Regions from separate parts of the Arachis hypogaea genome. Here region 2 is linked to region 1. The links are chromatin contacts, called in public Hi-C maps. All regions are on one chromosome and are shown on one strand. Each heading gives the region's core, a stretch centred on a gene start, on an enhancer-like site or on the middle of the called end of the contact. The rest is flanking DNA. Distances are from core to core; before and after follow the strand shown.

Region 1 (2,700 bases), core at 163-2,662:
ATGTTACGGTCCGCTTCAGATTGCTCAAACTCAATATATAACTCGATGCACGACATTCGGTGGCGATTTTCCATGTACATTGAAAACATTTCATGCATACTCGCTTCGTCCATCACGTACCTGGTCTGAAATTGAACAAACCCACCAAACACAGGTAAAGGATACCTGTACAAAATACATGATACTCTCCTACATCTTTGAGAATCTATCTTCTCACAAATCATACCTTTCAATTCCTCAAATGACAATGTGAACGGAATAACAACATCTAATGAATTTTCACACACAAATTGAACTCCCTCATATGTTTGCAATAAGATCTGTCCGTAATAATAAATCTTCAATACAACTCTATCATCCATAACACTACACGTACTTGACTATTCTCAACCTCACAGAAATTTATTTTATAAAAATGAAGGAGAAGAATCAGAGAAGAGAAGAGAAGAGGATGAACATTAGCTGAGACCGGCGACGAAGAAATGGGGCTTCTGTGAGCTCTTTCCAGTTTTTGTATGCACTAACGGGCAAATCGGACGGACCGGCCGCCTGCACCCCCAAAGCGGTGGGTCCGATTGGTGCACCCCGGATTAAAATAATTTTTTTTGCCTCCAGTAATCGGTCCCACCGATTACTGCACTCTTCGGTTAACATCTTTCACCACTCAGAAATCGGTGGCATCGATTTCATGCTCCTCAACGTCTTCCTCACACAAATCGATGGGTCCGATTTCTTCCTCCCAAAATTTCAAAAAACAACGCCGTCATAACAGTGTAAATCACCCGTAATGATCATATCCCAGCATAACTCACACCCCCAAATCGTATCCAAAAAAATCAGTCGAGATATGTATACTAATATCAAAACATATTACGTCAGCATTTTTGGTACCAGAATACAATGCGTGATAGAATAATATAGTGAAGGATAAACCACAAAAATGCCTTCTAATTATTAATCGTTAACATAACTACAATCTAAATTTATGAATACAAAAAATGTTAAAATGTTTTAAAATACAATAAAAATAACAAAAAGATATAATTTTTTTATAAGTTACAAATAATTTACGTATTTAGCAAAATACTTACATATTTGATTCGAAAATTTGTAAAAATATTTGATTAACTATTAGAGGGTACATGTGAAAAACAAAACTAAAATTCAATCTCCAAATTTTTGTTCATTTTTTAAAAATATTTTTAATAATTTAAAAAATAAAAAAAATATCTATAATAAAATTATCAAATTTTAAAAATAAAAATTTTTTATTTTCTTATCATACTTGTAAAAAACTTTATCAGTAAAAGCTTTTCTAAAAATATATGTTTGATAATTTAAGATTTATTTTTACGATTTACTCCTATCGAAAATGAATATAAAGCAAATGAAAATTGAAATGAAAGCAGCGGCAGCAAATTGTATGTGATTGTGAGTGTTACGTCGTCGTTTTAGGTGGAAGCAAACCCAAAACCCTATTATGAGATGAGCAGGGAGTCCAGGGACAAGTGACAATTGAAGAATGGCGAAAGTGACGTTGCTGGGAATGCCTGGGCCATGGGCTCACAACCATCGTGAACCTGCCGATCCTTACACCACCAAAGTTGGAGGTCTCCCTGTATGTGTAACAAACCTTTCTCATTCAATTTTAGTTTCAGTTATGGTTGCTTGATTCGCTTTCTCTATCATTAAACAGGATTGGCCCCTTCCCAACCACGCAGTAGACGCTAACTTGCTTCACTGCGGCAACTGCGGCACTAAACTGTGCCTTATTGCACAAGTCTATGCTCCCCTTTCAATTCCAAATCGCAGCCTTCAACAACGCCTTCTTTTCCTTTTCGGTTGCCTTACTCCCAAATGCCACAGGTTCCTCCCTTTCTCTCTTTCTGTTCTTATTTTCCTTCGAATGACCTCTTTTCAGAGAAAGGATAGAAAACAATATTATGAGCCAACTTTAGGGTGTAGGTTTGTAAGTTAGAATTAAGATTAAGAGTTAATGATTTAGGGCAAAAGAATTTAAGGTAAACAAAATAATTTTAAAAAATTGGCTGATGTTGGCCGAAAAAAGTTGGTTCCCTGGCATTACTCCTCTTGTTACGCTTTACTTGCGTTGTGGTCTTTGGCAGCTGGCGAGTTCTTCGACTTCAGAATATTCACGATGCAGACGACAATTCTCTGCTAGCTCATGTTCCGGATGAACCATCTGCGGCTGCTGCTTTGTCGAATGATGATGACAGTGAAGACGAAGTGGATGTCCAAGAACTGGGGAAAGCACTCTTTGCAGCTACCACTTTTGCTACTCCCAGTAACCTTAAAACCAAGAAGAAGAAGAAGAAGAATAAGAAGAAAACACCCGGAAGCCAAAATCACAAGCCTCCAGCAGCTGCCCCCCTTGATGCTGATACGCCAGGTAATAAAAAACAAAAATCATCTTTCATGCGTGTAACTGATAAGTGCCCTGTCCTTGTGTCAAGTATTGAACAGAAAAGTTTTGCAAGTTTCCAATTTGTTCAATGGATTGAAAACTTCGAACGTTTTTACTGTGATCAAAACTTGCTCCTTTCTATAGCATGTAAAAATTACTATTTGAACCAAATGATGTGATGCCTTGTTTCATCTCCTCTTGCTTATATTGTATGAATCAAACCCGTAGCATGAAGATACGAATGTGGGAAAGTTTTTTGTTTGGGTTAAAACAAT
Region 2 (2,700 bases), core at 194-2,693, 200 kb before region 1:
AAACAAAACCGATGCTTGCTATACATTGTAGTTCATCACAAAAGCCAGTCAGAAAAGAAGTTTCTATTTCCGATATGAATATTCCTTCATAAACTGTTCTCTGGAAGTTGCTCTTGCTGATAAGGCAACATCATCAAGGAATCCCCTCTGTGGAAACTCTTCAGGCACAAGAGATTGATATGTTTCAAACTGCTGTGCAGCTTCCTCCTTTTTATCGAGCAGACTGTATATAATTCCCTACAGATAGATACAAAAGTGAATAATATTGCAAAAGATAACACAACAATGGCATAGCATAAATAAACTTACCTGGCAAAGATAAGGCCTGAAATCTCGAGGATTTTCATTAACCAAATCTTGAAACCTTTTTAAGCCCTCCTCCAAATCACCCTAGAATGCTGAATTATTAGCAATGTACCATTACTAATTTTACTATAACAAGCTGAAAGATCAAGAATTCACCTGCACAACAAACATTTGTGCAATTAAGATTCGTATATTCCTCTCCTCTGTAACTCTCTCTTGACGCGAAGCTAGCTCCCTAGCCTTATCCAGCATTTCAAACACAGCACGCCCTTCATGGTTCTTGTGCATCACCATAGCCAAACCCTGTTGAAGAGATAGCAAATTAGCAACCATTGTTCCTTGTATGAAATACACGCAAGAGGATGAGAAAGATTTACGTGGAGAGCTCTGAGAAAAAGAGGCCTTTGGCGCAAGATTTCCTTGAAGAGTCTCTTTGAAGTACTGAAGTGGCCCATGGTGTCGTAACAGAGGGCCAACAAAAGCCTCCATTCAACTTCGTTTGGCTCCACCTTAATCAAACTCTCTACCAACTTAATCGCCTCTTTGGCCTTCCCTCTCCTAATCTTGCCGTACACAACCACCTTCAGAGCCTCAACGTTCTTCGGGTCATTCTCCAGAATCTTCTGGCACATCTCCTCCTCCGTCTCCGTCTTCTCCTCGGTGTGTACAGCAGCAAGCGGGGGTGTGAGTGCTGCCATGGCGGCTCTGTTGGAGAAGGAGCCGACGAAGATGAAGGAGCCGATGAGGAGAGAAGCTATGTTTTGTTTCACAAAACTTGATAAGACCCTTGGTGCGGAAGAAACAAGTGCTGGAAAATGTGTGGGGAGTTGAAATGAAATCCTAGGAAGGGAATTGGAGAAGGCATAGCGTGAAGATTTGGAACTGAGAAATTCTGACTGGGAATTCGAACAGATGGTGAAACCAGAGATTGAAGTAGAAGAAGCCATGGTTGTTGCTAAGGTTAGAACTTAGAAAACACTCTTTGCCGGTAAAAAAACACCTCTCCGCCACTCTCCATTACAATCACATCCAACAACTTGCCACAATTTTCTTTCTTTCTTTCTTTTTTTTTTTTTTTTTTTTTTTTTTTTGGGGAATAACTTGCCAGTTGCCGCAACGCATCCAACAACTTGCCCTAGCAGAAACGGGCCTGCTTATCTATCATATAGGCCCATTTGAAACAGTTAGCTTATTTTTACTTTTTTTTCATTGTTAGTAATAAAATTTAAATCTCTTACACTATCTTAAATTTCTCACCATTAGCGTTATATACTTATATTATTCATACTTGAGCAAATTTCCTTCCCATGGATGGATGCTTTAGTTGTTAAATTTCTAGGGAGGAATGTAATCTCTTTGACGCTCAGAGATTATCTTCAAAGGCTGTGGAAAGTCCATGAAGGATTTGAGATGATGAGCATAGAAAGTGGTTATCACATGGTCAAATTTGATAAGGAAACTCAGAGAGAGATCAGAGAGTTATTAGTGGTGGCCCGTGGATGGTTTTTCCGTTTTTGATAGTTACTTGGCGGTAAAGGAATGGACAATAGAGTTTGATCCATGCGAGAATTCGTTTGGCCGAACTATAGTTTGGGTGAAAATTTCGAGCCTCAATCCGGCATACTTTCAAACAATTACGCTCAAAGCTATCCAATCATGTATTGAGAAACCAATACAAGTGGATATGATTACAAAGAACATAGGGCATGAAAAATTCACCAGAATTTGTATGGAAGTGGATTTGAGCTTTCCCATAGTGCAATAAGTTTGGATTCATGACCATTGGCACAAGGTGGACATTGATAGGTTACACCTTCTATGTAAATCATGTAATTGCTTTGGACACTTCACCCGTGATTACAATGTTAATCTAACTTAGAAGGAGACAACACATACACTCAGCTGATGTAAAGGAGAACTCAAGCAGTCTTAGAAGTGATAAAGTTCCTAAAGCAATAATAGTGATGCCGGAGAAGGAAAAAATTCTAGCAAACAACTTTTCAAAAAAGATCCTAAATCTCTTTATCAGGAATGGTAATAAAATCTAGAGCTGGGAGGAGGTTGCACAAGTGGAAGAAGGCGTGAGAGAAGAGTGGCAGAGAAAAGGTATGGAAGTGAATGAAGTTTAGTTGCTGAAGAATAATAGAGAGTCACGCCTGTAAGAGTATTACAATGCAGTATTTATACATCAGACTAACTATGCTCAATTAACTATGGCTAATTCTAATTCACACTAACGGACATCTAACTACAGTAACTTAGTTACTTTCTAACTAACTATTCACTAGCTTACTTTCATAAATATTTAGGCTGGAGCGGCACCTATATCAGCTAACATCTCCCCTCAAACTAGGAGTGTGAGAACTGTGAATGTCCAACAATCCTAGTTTGGAA

What was found. Hi-C and Micro-C count contacts between places; a contact is called where the count stands out from the background.
Region 2: a contact with region 1 is called in a Hi-C map of leaf, with 2.8 times the contacts expected there. The contact joins the promoter of LOC112784515 here to the promoter of LOC112783641 in region 1. A contact is called at or near these places in 2 of 8 Hi-C or Micro-C datasets (leaf and an unstated tissue).

Annotation. Positions count from the first base shown.
Region 1 is chr20:107,297,994-107,300,693 of arahy.Tifrunner.gnm2.J5K5, reverse strand. It overlaps LOC112783641, which reads left to right and starts at 1,412. Exons shown (of 6, transcript XM_025826675.3): 1 at 1,412-1,618; 2 at 1,697-1,866; 3 at 2,127-2,410. The coding sequence starts at 1,523.
Region 2 is chr20:107,496,847-107,499,546 of arahy.Tifrunner.gnm2.J5K5, reverse strand. LOC112784515 (protein SLOW GREEN 1, chloroplastic) reads right to left here and starts at 1,443. Exons shown (of 5, transcript XM_072229826.1): 1 at 684-1,443; 2 at 463-609; 3 at 310-390; 4 at 25-237. The coding sequence starts at 1,253. The coding sequence ends at 64.